Regions from separate parts of the Thunnus thynnus genome. Here region 2 is linked to region 1. Evidence: chromatin contacts called from public Hi-C data. All regions are on one chromosome and are shown on one strand. Each heading gives the region's core, a stretch centred on a gene start, on an enhancer-like site or on the middle of the called end of the contact. The rest is flanking DNA. Distances are from core to core; before and after follow the strand shown. Region 1 holds the start of ctps1a (CTP synthase 1a). Region 2 holds the start of LOC137198378 (schlafen-like protein 1).

Region 1 (6,760 bases), core at 1,586-4,085:
ACAAGTTGTTGCTACTATACGATTTTTTTTCTAATTGCTTGTGTCTTGTGCACTCAGATTTTTTTCTGAGTGCAACGTGCAACAAATGCGTTTTGTTACAGTAGTAATCCTCCAGTGGGAATATAAGTGTGTGTATTTGCAGTCAATCAGAGCAGGAGCGAACATATTGCAACAAATATTTCCTCAAATAAAAACATGGGAGGCCTGAAGGCATCGCTCTCTTACCTGTGGTATCAAGCTGACGTGAATGTTGCAGAAGTTCTCTCTCTTCACCTTAAACTGGAACTGCCTGAAGGCCTCGATGAAAGGCATGCTCTCTATGTCTCCCACGGTGCCTCCTAACTGCGAGCATGTCACAAATATTATCAGTGACGTTCAAAGCAGCTTTTGTCTCAGCAGAGAATCCAGGACGATACAGAATCAAATCTGAACCATTCTTGGAAAATCTCAGGCTCACCTCTATGACACAAACTTGAGGTTCCACGAAATCGTCATCAACAGGTACTCTGGCCTGTTTCACCACCCATTCCTGAATGGCATCTGTGATGTGTGGCACCACTGGAATAAAAAAAAACAGACAAAATGATTCTTGGTTAATGATTATTTCTTTGGCGTGAAACTTTCTTCCAACCTTAAGCAGCTATTGTTTACCCTGCACGGTCTTGCCCAGGTAGTCTCCCCTCCTCTCCTTGTTGATGACTGACTGGTAGATCTTGCCGGTGGTCAGGTTGTTGTCTCTGGTCAGCCGGATGTCGAGGAAGCGCTCGTAGTTCCCCAGATCCAAGTCCACCTCGCCCCCGTCGTCTAGCACGAACACTTCACCTGGATAGAGCAGACAGGACACAATCATGACATGTAACTGTTTCATTATAAATGTGTCAAATCATAACTGATTATTTCCACTCACGTACCATGCTCATATGGGGAAAATGTGCCGGCATCTATGTTGATGTAAGGGTCGATCTTGATGGCAGTCACATGTAAGCCGCATGACTTCAGGATTGTGCCCACACTGCTAGCAATGATACCTTTGCCAATACCGGATATGACTCCTCCAGTTACAAGGATGTACTTCATCATTGTGCTCTGGTGTCTGGAGAAAGATGATGGATTCAAATCAAACAGGAGACCATGCAAAACTGTTCTCATCGTTGTACTGTGCAAACAAACTACACATTCAAAAGTGAATGTGAAGCTGACACATTCTCAACAGAAACTAACAATTACATTTTACCTCCGGAGCTTTCATCCACATCTTGTGGTCCTCATCAGTAGTTACAATCCACCCCCCCTCCCATACATGACTCCATCTGCTAGGCCACATAATGTGGCTGAAAGCCCCGATAATAATCCAGTGGTTGTGCCTTGAGTAAAGGAATTTTTTTGTCAAATAATTTATCATTTACAAATACATTATCTTGTATTGTATATTAAAATATTATCTAAAAAACAAATGCATTATCTTGTTGGGCTATTGTCCTAGATTACATTTTCCTAGGTACAAAGGTATATTGAACATAGAATATATAAAGAAAATACGCTTGTGAATGAAACATAATACTTAATTCACATACATGACAGCAACTAATTAAACTGGGCTATGGCTTACATTAAGGGCAGAGAATATTTCTGTAAAGACAATTTAGCTATTTAATTAACCACAACAATGGCTAAACCTCCATGTCCTCCTTGTTCCACAACGTGGACCCCATGAATTGTTAGACCCAATTATACAATGAAGGTTTACCTCCTAAAACCACTGGTCTATTAACCCAATAAAACCTCGAAGGTCACCAGATTTAACAAGTTTTTGTAAAAGTCTGTTGAACGTTTTCCATCCTTCCCGCAACTCATTACAAAGCATGGCACATGTAGCGCGCTTGGTTACACACACAGCACGGCCCGGGCGGATGGGAAATTCTAACTTCGATTATGCACGGACATCACAAATTAGCACACCGCCTGCCCGGGTTACCGCCGTGATTAAAGTAAACGGGACAAAAGTAACATGGCCAGTACAATTAGCTTCAGGCTAACTATTCGGGAAAATATTGGTATACGACAGTAATTATCAGACTGTCCCTCTTACCGGCCGCGGTGGAAAACAGACACATGTTACGCTGGCTGAACCAAGTGATACTGCTGTGTTTAAATATAAAGGTGCTAACATGCTCCCCATTTATAACAAACAGGTCAAGCTAGCGGGCTTACAGATGGCATTCAAAATAAAAGCCAAGTTAACTACACACCATATTTAATGTGAAACAAACGCGTAACAAAACTATCCTGAAGTTGCAGATAGTATTATCTACTCCTCTTAAAGTTACCAGAGCATTGCTGAAATATAATCAGTTATTGTAATATACTGCTACTTTCCAGCGCATGAATTTTATTTAGACTTTCTTTGCCGGAAGTCATACTTATTCATTGTTTTCTAGCTTGTAGCTAAAATAACTGTATTTGCTAGCTCGACAACTAGCCCCTCTTATAACAGAATTACATTTCAACTCACCAAAATATTCCTTCCTCTCCAAACAAATTCTGAACGACTGAAACGGCTCACAGGGCCCTTTTCTGAGACGAGATTTCTATCCAAACAGCTTTAGCTCCTGTGTTTCTCCTGAGCTATCCATCCACACATTGACTCCGCACGTGTATGTAGCACGACTCAGCTGCAGCAGCACATCATTCACTACACAGTGCTACCCTCAGGACTTCCGCAGTACTGGCAACCTCGTTACTTTTTATGGGTTTAGTATTATTTCCATAGTGATGCCACTAACACCATACCTATAAGACAAAACAAAATTATATTGACAATAACACATAACAATAACAATCGCATCAACCCAGACAACACCTACAGCACCATAGATAATAACAAATAACCTGCCCAGTCAATGCTTTGCGACAAATGCAGATGCAAGACGATAAACCACCCTAATGCAATGCAAAGCTAAGATAAATAAATAAATAAATAAATAAATAAAATTAGCTAGTAGCCCCAAAAGAATACAACACCATGCTACAAAAGAAGGGGAAAAATAACAAAATAAAGAAAAAGTCAATTGCCTCCACAAGAAATCCTTATATTTTATATTAATCAATTGAGCTTCTTTCATATATAATTAAGAATCTGATACATATAAAGGAAAATTTGACAGACAGTTGGTCAATCCTGCAAGCAAGGTATTTTCAATCGCCTGTGGTACATAATTTAAGAAAGAAAAAAAAATCACTGCCAGTCAGGTCTGCAGACAGCCTCTCAAGAGGAGGAATCCTAATTATTATTATCCCACATATTAACTGCAGGAGGTTCAGACTCAGTCCATTTAAGTCATATACATTTCCTCGCAAGTAACAGAAGTTTCCCCAAAAGTTTAAATTCAGTTTTATTTGGGTCTAATGTCCCATTATTAACATGAAGGAGAAGAAGGGATGGATGAGCCACTTAAAAAAAAAAGTTTTATTTATTTTTCTCTATATTTGGAATTTGGTTGCCATCACCAAACCCTGTTGTGGAAAGATATTTTTCTAGCAGTATTTAACTGAGGTTAAGGTGAACTGTTGTATGTGGTGATCTTAAATTACTGCTGTTTATATGAAACATGAAGCTGCAGAATTTATGCTACTATACATACAGACGAGTGACCAAATGGTGTTCATCCCTCCAGAAGAGTTCCTGAGGCTTGTAGAATCAATGCCAAGGCTGAGGAACACCATTCTACAAAAAGATATTCCCTCATTTGGTGTTTTGATGATGGTGATGAAGAGCGGTGTCTAACACGTCAGTCCAAAATCTCCCATAGGTGTTCAGTAGGGTTGAAATCTGGTGACTGTGAAGGTCATAGCATATGATTCACATCATTTTCATACTCATCAAACCACTCAGTGACTCCTCGTGCTCTGTGAATCGGGGCATTGTCATCCAGGAAGAGACCACTCCCATCAGGATAGAAATGATTCATCGCAGGATAAAGGTGATCACTTAGAACAACTTTGTATTGATTTGCAGTGACCTTCCCTCTAAGGGAACAAGTGGACCCAAACCATGCCAGCAAAATGCCCCCCAAAGCATAACAGAGCCACCAGATCCCCTCACTGTAGGGGTCAAGCATTCAGACCTGGACCAGTTCTTCCTTTAATTTGTCACCTGTCTGTATATGCACCATATGTCAAAAATAACATTAAAAAATATTAAAGAAAAAAGTTATTTATTTAGTTATTTAAAAGTTATTATATATATTTTTTGATGATAGTGATTTTATCATCATTTGTTTATACTGATTCCATGCTCTGCACCACCTACATGCAGTGAGTGGTGGAAGTAGTCAGATCTTTTTTTAGAGGTAAAAGCAGCAACACAATGTAAAAATACTCCATTAAAAGGAAAAGCCCTGCATTCAAAACTTAACTTACAACACTACATAAAAGTCCAGAAGTAAAGAAAGTAAAAGCAAAAGTATTCATTAGAACAGCCCCTTTCAGAGTGTGATTACTAATGCACTAACATGTAAGCAGTATTTAATGATGCAGTCGAGAGAGATTCATTTTATTTTCTTGAATTACTGTTTGTTGATTACTATCTATGACAATTCATCATATTTCATAAACTGTAACTGTGTAGTGTCATGTAAAGTCCTCATATCTCATAACTACAGCAGTAAAAACATGTTGGGAAGCAAAAGTACAGTGTTTGCTTCTCAAATGTAGTGGAAAATATTAACTATCTTAAAGTGCATATACTTCAGTAAAGTACAATTACCTCAAAACTGTACTACATTTAAGTACATTTAAAACTTTACTTAAGTAAAAGTCTAGGAGTGTCAGCAGCAAGTTGTACGAATATCAAAAGTCAAGTTACCCATTGGAACGGCTCCTTTCAGAGTGATATATTATTATATATATAATATGATTGGATTATTATTAAGTGCCTCAAAACTGTTACACTACACTACAATACTTGAATACATGTACTTAAATAATTCCTCACATCTACTACTTCTTTCCCTGGTCCATTTACTATAATGAGCACTTGAAGGCAGCACACCAGAGATGTTTTCCATCTTTGTAACAGCAGGGGGAGCTCACGTTTCACCATGACTATAGAAGAGAGGAAAAGTAGCATTTTCCTCATGTGTAAATGCTTTTAGCCGGTTGATAAAGAAGAATAAATGTTTGGTTTAGCTTCACACACTGTACCAGGCTTTTATCAGCATCAGACTGTTTTAGCATAGAGCACCTTGCATTGTTCATATCTTATTTCCACATGGCAGAGAATCAAAATGTCACAAGTCTTGCAAAAATGATCTGTGTGAAAATGAATTTGTTCACATCTTTCATTTTCTTAAATCCAGGAGGAATAACTGGCATGCTAGAATAAGCTTAAATGCAAGTGTCAGAGCCACTGTATCCTGACAATAGATGTAACAATGTGTTTAGTGTGAGTCCAGTGATAATGAAAGCTACTGCTCAGAAGCGACATAGAGAGGCTGAATTGGTCCTGCAGCAGAAACACTTTAGTGGTCAGAGGCACAGAGATGTTTTCCTGTGGGGTTACAACACACAGGTTCCTCTTCCTCTCCCTCGCACAAAACAACACTTTCTGCTGCTGTGCTCCATATAATAAATGGCCACAGTCCAAAGTGGTTAGTTACAGTGTACTGTGGAAAGGTCAATGGCCCTGTGATGCGGATCGCAGTGTATTATCCTCATTGTGCTCAGTGAGATATGAAGTCTAAGCAGGGAGCACTGCTGTCTCAATTTTGTCAAACTAGGACTCGCTCAGATTAAACAACAACACGACGTCCACATACTGCTGTTTGGATCATCTGCAAGCGGGTTCATTGAGCTCACTGTGTGGGTGAGCGCAAGCACTGCAAATTAAAATAACAAAATGATGGAGTTAGTGACTGATGGATGACTCACACACAGATAACTGCAGAGCTGACTGATGCTTCTATGTAACACCCCGATCTCTACTTGTGAGTCTTACCAGCCAGCTTAGTTTCTGGAACACAGGGGGGGCTTAATGAGAGTTTTAATTCATTTTTGACCGGAGCTGTGATTGAATTAAACTCCCACAGAAGGGCTGGATCCTCTCCTCACCACAAGCCATTTCCTCCTATTAGAGATTTAACAGAAGCAGCAGGCAGGGAGGCAGGTCAGTCTGAGATGAAACTGACTGTTCTTCCTACATTTTATGGAAACATCCTGTATATTCTTACAGACTGTATGTGTCTGCTCTCCTGCTGGTGCAACTTGTGTTCTCAGCTAATATTTTGATGTAGCTGCAATGCTCCCTGTTGCACATTTTTAAAGAAACACTGCAATATTTTGAGAAATATGCTACTATTTACTGTCTTATTTACATTGTGTCTCATAGTACAGAGTTGGAGTCAGGAAATAATTTGACCAGCTTAGCATAAAGACTGTGGAGAAAACAGCAGACCGGTTATGTGCTGTGCTCAGCTAACTGATGGCTTGTCATCACAGTGAGGTTGCCAGATTTGGTACTGTCATGCCTATACAGCACCGACTGGAACCCACACTGTAGACAGAGACACTGGTGGATAGATAAACCTTTACTGCTCGTCAATAGTTATAGCATGTAGCAACTATGTAAAAAAAACACATTGTCATTTTTACATTTCTCTTTTTGTGTGGGTTAAAGCAACAAGACACAGTGGGTTAATTAGTGTCCTTTAAAGGTGTTGGTAGGCATGTGTTTTCATTTTGGACACAGTCAGGCTAACGGTTT
Region 2 (6,760 bases), core at 1,679-4,178, 180 kb after region 1:
GAAGAACTCCTGGGTGGAGTGGTCCTCTGCTGTTCCTGTAATGAGGCTATGATGTGGTACAGTGGAGTAATGAGCTGGCGTAGCCTGTGGATATCAGTCCTAGATGTACGCAGGCACTTTTCCAGCTGCTGCACTTTTCCAATCCACATCTTGAACACACACACATACACACAGCATGTCAGCACTTGAAATATATTTGTCATTTTGATACAAATATGTATTTTGTATATAATAAAAATAATAGTCATGGACTTTCTTACATGTTTGGACCACTCCAGGATGACAGAGTTAGCCAGGGGCCCCTCGACACTCCCATCCCGCCTCATGTACACCTTCCCTTGGTCAGTCTGATAGAGGGTTGGCTCATTGAAAGCTGGAGGTGCTCTGAAAGTGAGGCACAGCACTTTGAAGCAGTGTTCCTCCACCCCAGGTTTTACCACAGGTAGGAACCGCAGGCTGTACTGGTGGGGAAGGAGAGGAGGATGGATGAGCCTCACACTCCTGTCCACCTGCAGGCGAGTCTTGTCCTCCTCTTCATGGCTGAAGTACAGACCACGAACCATTCCGCTGTCATTCACCCCGACCACCAGACTGCCTCCCCCGCTGTTCAGGAAGGCACTTGCGTAGACACAAACGTGTTGGCAGAAATTATGCTGCATGTAACTTCCTGAAGGAAGGAAGTTTCATGTTTATGTTTGGTTCTGTCTCTGACCCCCATGGTCTTCATCACCTTTTATCTTACTTAAAATTGAATGGAGTGCATGACACAATCATCACTTGCAACATTTTTTTTTTCTAAAACAGCAATTTAGTGAATTTTAAAAACTCAATAGGACAGGAATAAGTTGAGCAAATTCAATTTAACTATTAAATAATGCACAGCTGCAAATACATTTATACAGAGCGCTAATGAACAAATCATTCACAAATGTAAACACACAATATCAATCAGTAATATTCATGCTGTAGATTTTCTCTTTCCAGCTTCTCAAATGTGAGGATGTGACACCCCTCATATTTTCTAACGTTGTTAATTGAATATTTCTAAGTTTTGAAGACTGTTGGTCGGAAAAAAACGAGGCATTTGAAGACATCAGCTTGGTCTTTGGGAAATTGTAATCATCATTTTTCACTATTGTCTGACATTTTCCAGCCCCATCTACCACCCAAGGCCTAACAATTTTAACAGGATATAACTTGTCAGCTGTTGTAATATTACCTCCACCGACTTTGAACTCAATGTTGCGGGTCTCATTGCCAATGTGAGCCCCATAGTAGAGCCACTGGCAACTGGTGATGTCCTGTTCACTAATAGACTGGGTGTCATAGAGAGAAGGAACAAAATAGACTGGGTCAGTGAAGCAGGTCAGTGAAGTGTCATATTGTTACAAACTGAAATCATTACAATCATATAGTGGATTCATCTCTATGTCATCAAGGTCATTGGTAGAGGCCGTTTGGAAGCCAGTACCAATATCAATACATGAAATAAATGTATATGAGCTAATATTCATACATACAGTAACAAAAAATACATAACATAAAACATTTTGTGATAAATATATGTCTGAGTAAATATATTTTACAGTTGAACAAAACACTTTATGACAGTAATATAAATTTTGAACACTAAACATCACTAAAATTATTTTAAATTATTAAATAAAAACATAAAATTCTATAAAAGATTAATTGAGAAGTCAAATATTCATAAAAATGCAGCCACTAAAATATTTCTTGCTGTTTACAATTTTTGTTTTTTTTGCATTTGTGCCAACATTCACACTCATATCTATTTATGTGTGACACAATATCAGCTGATGTTATTAGCCTGTCAATGTATCCTTCCAGCTCTAGTGATTCTTGGTGACTCTGATCTCACCTGTGGTGATGTTATCTGTTGACCAGTCTGGATTTGAGCTGCACTGTCGCTGCTTTGCTGTGTGCTCTGTGGCTGAAGGGTGGAACGCCCAGAGCGTCTCTTCTTTTTAGGCCGTTTGGAGCCCCTCAGTCTCATTCTCCCTTTAAAGCCAAAACGTTTCCATGTCCAGGCACGATTGGCTCTGTTCCTTTTACTTTTCTTAGCTCTACTGGCAACTGTTGAGCGAACAGATTGGTTTGATTGTAGCAGACCGGTCCTTACATGAGCTGATGTGGAAGGAGTCGAGGAGGCAGAGGTCTGTACATCACTCCTCGTACCTGGGTTCATCCTCCTGCTCCACTTGCAGGGTTCTGGGCTTTTGTGTCGCTGATGCATTATGCTGTGAATAACAAAAAAGCTGCTTGACAATACAGCAGAACAATAACTTAGAAAGCTCTGTATTTTACAGGTCGCCACATGTGAGTTTTTAGACAAACAGTAAGTTGTCTGGAAGTCTAGAAGCTTATTGTGTGTGATTCAGCATAAGATACACAGTGTGAGATGATAATAAGGGGGCGTCAGTGTGCTAAATAGATAAATGAACACGAGGAGGCTTGATAAATCATCAAGTCAAGGCTGATCAAAACAATGATCAATCAAAGCCACGAGGCATGGCGAGGGAGCAGTGCTGGCACTAGGCTGATGATGACAAAGTTTATGAGTGTGTGCAGCTATACAGCAATGTACAGTTGAGCATCTTACCTTTTCCTGCTACGCTGGTGAAAGTCAACCTGTTAGTGTCCCTCTAAACTGTGGATGATCATTTTGAACAGAAAAAGCAGTTTTTACGCACAATATGTGTATTGTTGGAAACATCATCTGTATTAACATCATATACTAACAAGAAGCTATTGGATAATGTGTACAGCACAAAAAAATGAGGAAAAAAGTGTGTAGTTACCCTTTAAGGTGGGTCTTCTTGTTTTAAGGAGGACCACAATATACTAAAGCAAAATGTATTTAAAACATTTGTTATTTCAGTTGCTACAGTGTTTAAATGATGCATATTCCAAAGTAAATTTGCAAATTAAATTTAAAAAAAAACAATTTGTGTTTAGATTTGTGTATTCCAAGAGAGGAGGTTGGTTTCCAGACAGATATAAAAGATGCAACGTGTCATAATGACCTGCCATTCTGGGATGGAACCATATGGCAGCCATCTTTCCTGGGTCCAGTTTCCAAACTTGCTGGAATTGGAACCTATGGTGTCAGAGGCTTATGTTGTCTTTATAATCCTTGTATATTTCTACCAATACACCAATACTGTTTTTCATTAAAAGTAATGAGTGTAAGACAGCTGTGCCTACTTAATATGTAAGAACTGTCTTTGGTATTCTGAATGGCTAATATACTATATTAAACAATATCTTATGTTGAAATCCTAAATAAAATTCTGTATTTTGGCCTGTATTGACAGGCAATTACAATCATAGACACAAGAGAGAAGCTACTGTAATATATTAATATATTGATTAATTTCATAAATTATACTTAAGGAAAGCTCTCTCTCTCTCTCTCTCTCTCTCCCTCTCTGTCACACACTCACACACACATACACACACACATACATGGCAAATACTTCCTGTTTTGCTGTTTTGTTTTGTTTTCTCAGTTAACAGGCATGGGGTTTGTTTTGATAATAAGAGGAGAGGCTGAAGAATCTTGCTAACTGTAAATAAGGAGTTATTTTTGTTGATAAAGCAAGTTTTGCCTTCAGCAGAACTCCTGATGGACTCCTCGCAATTGTCTATTATGCTCATCACATAAAAATATGGATATTAAATTTATGATGATAATACGGACAAATTGCAGGAATTTAGCAAAATTGCAAGCTTGTATGTTTACTTTACAGTTGACTGACAGCTGCTTAGTGGTCAAATGTTAGGGTGATATTGATACCTTTGTTATAACTATGTTAGTTATCTTTATTCTCTCGTGTTGTTTTGAATGTTTTTGGCTTTCATTTGATTGATAAGGTATTAAAAATAGGGTAGGACTAGAAAAGTTCTTTACTTCATCCTACGCCCTTTTAGAACACTGAATGGTTATTATTGTTTACTGAAAGTTTGCTGTTATTTTTATTTGTTTTGTTTTGCTGCCTATATGTTTTATTTTGTCATTTTAATATATTTGAAATAAAAAAATAATCATTCAATCAATAACATTACTAAACGTTATCTCTGACCTCTAAGTTAGCATAGCTAGCATTAAAACAAGGTTTGCTGGCTATATATCTGTTTAGCTAACAGATCAATGCTGAGAGCTAGCATTCAGCAATAACTTTGACTTAGAACTTAGTTACTTAGTTACTTGGTGACTTAACATTAGTTGATGTTAGTTACCTAGTTCACTAACTTTTATAATGACTGACGGGTACAAAGTTGACCCACATGTTAAAAAAACCTCTCATCTACTCTATATTGACAGCCTCCCTGGTCTCTGTGGTCCTTTTGGTAAAGCAGTTATGTGCTGCACAGCTGACAACCACAGTTGTTGCTAATAGGAGATGATTGTAAACAATACCCACGTAAGATGGTGGACAGTTATCCCATGATTTATGACATAATGTTGCATCTAGTGTTCTTTATCTATGTTTCCAGAGCTCAAGTTTAAATATAATGAAGATGTCATGTGTATTCTACTTTGTGCACAGTACTTGATGGGTAATTGTACACACACTGAAGGGACCCAGAGTGTTATTTACAGAGAAATGGAATTTAGCCACATTTCTTAAAGTTCATCTCTTTTTCCATGCCATTTACTGACTAAATAGTGGAATGTACACAAGCACATCCTCACTGACTGAGTAAGTGGAGCAGAACGCTGAGCACAAATACAGTCTGTTGTGAAGCTGTTACACTATACCTGTAGTGGTGCTCATTCCACATTATAAAACATCAGAAGAGCAGTATAAGCACATTGTGAGTGCATGATAATTACTGTAATCAGAACATAATATCATAAACACAATATGTAAGAGTGTTGTGGCTACAGTTCTATTTTAGTCAATGAGATGTTGTTAAATAGCCACTTGAGGTCAGTGTTGTTCTAAGTTAAGAGCCATGTTTTCCCCTGGTTGTGTTGATGTCCTGAATCTGAGGTCAACACATAGGAGCCCAGCAAATGACCTCAGTGAAGAAAGGCCATGTGCTGCTTCAGCCTGAGATGATCAAGAACTGAGTAGATAATATGATCCTAAGTGTAAGCAGTGCCAATCTGCTGATGCCTGAAACAAAGGCTCTCTGAAGATCCGTGTCAAGGCAGTGGTTTCTATGCAATTCAAACACAATGGAAAAAGACATTTTGCAGAGTAAACCAGCAGTCATTGTAACATGAACATGAAACTGAAATATTCAGAGGAAATGCTGTAGCAGAGAGCTGCTGGAGGGCAGAAATGGATTACACCAAATGGTTTCATGTCAATTTTGTGTTCATGTAAATAGGATTTCAAGCCAAGTCTTCCATATGGGAAGACTGGCTTTGTTTGTATTTTTTAATTCTTAAACTGGAATCATTTCTAGTGAAGGAAATCATACAGTGAGTAACTATTTTTTTAGTGGAACCTCCTCGAGAAGAGTCTTATTTAAATGGTAACTACTAGGGCCGTAGCTTTACTGAGGTCACACATGTAAATCTCCAGACACGTCACCTAACCTCCCTCATGTTATATGTATATACAGTTTTAATTTCTTAGATAGATGTAGGACTACAACTGCTGATTATTCTCATGATCAATTCATCTGTTGATTATTTTCTTATCTATTGACTGTCCCCTAGGCCCCCTCCCTCATTGTTTCATCTGTCAAGCTTTCTGTTCTCACATGGCACATACCACTGGAAATTCTTAGTAAATTTTGTGACAATGGGCCCAACATTTCAGAAGTGCACAAAATGCTTCTCATATCATAGCCAGCGACCACATACTTTTGATTTTTTTATTATTTCCGACGTATTCCTTTTAAAACAAGACTCTTGTAAAAGTGGTCTTAGAGATTATGGCTGGCAATTTTCTGTATTTTTCCTATTGTCAATAAATCTCATGTGCAGATCCAAACCAACAATGAACTCATCCTACTTACAAGTATTGTGCGTGTATCCAAAGCCTGATATATCTTATTCCTTTGTGCTGTAGATCTTCGTTGTTGTCCAAAAACTATTAAAAACACATCAATGAGCCACACTGTTGCATTGAGTGACATGTTCCCTCACCACAAAGAGTTTTGGGCATGTAAGTTTGTTTAGAAATGGATCCCAAGACTAATAGCAGCAATTTTCACTCTCCAGAGAGTAGTTCCGTGTACATTAAATTTTTCAAAAAGTCAAGCGGTTGTGATATGTAGCACAACAAGCTAGCCAGCTCTGTAACCGGAATAGTGTTCTAACATAACCCTGTTTGGCTACTTAGTTCATTCCTCTTACTTTCAAACCCTTTTCACGTTGCAAGAGAACATGCTTTTAGGATGAGGAATAACTGATGTGTCTGGCAAAGTAATGCTTTCACATGTAGCTTAAACTGAACAGCACAGAGCTGCTAACGTTAGCCTAAACACTGATATAGCATCTAGGACTGGCTTCTACTCAGTGAGGAAATACAATGGTTGTGCTAATAATATACTGAGCTTTTTCTAACATCACCTTTAACCCATAAACTAATTTAGTTAGTTAATGATGTGCTCCGTGTAAAGTAATGTTCAATACTGTAGGTAGTAGCCTATGCTAGATAGCCAGGTGTGCTAATGTTTTCAGCTTAGGTTAGAGCAGGCAAACACACAATTGTTCCTTACACCTTTGCTTTTGCTCTAATGCTTTAAATGCTGATTATCTCTCACACTACAGTAC

The links. A called contact is a pair of places that touch in the nucleus more often than the background predicts.
Region 2: a Hi-C map of muscle shows a contact between it and region 1, with 5 times the contacts expected there. The contact joins the promoter of LOC137198378 here to the promoter of ctps1a in region 1. A contact is called at or near these places in 2 of 3 Hi-C or Micro-C datasets (both in muscle).

The regions. Positions count from the first base shown.
Region 1 is chr15:27,114,605-27,121,364 of fThuThy2.1, forward strand. It overlaps ctps1a (CTP synthase 1a), which reads right to left and starts at 2,836. Exons shown (of 18, transcript XM_067611591.1): 1 at 2,513-2,836; 2 at 912-1,093; 3 at 652-822; 4 at 458-558; 5 at 226-342. The coding sequence starts at 1,080.
Region 2 is chr15:27,290,350-27,297,109 of fThuThy2.1, forward strand. LOC137198378 (schlafen-like protein 1) reads right to left here and starts at 2,929. Exons shown (of 7, transcript XM_067612166.1): 1 at 2,823-2,929; 2 at 2,624-2,671; 3 at 2,200-2,261; 4 at 1,883-2,097; 5 at 1,220-1,316; 6 at 261-667; 7 at 1-149. The coding sequence starts at 2,257.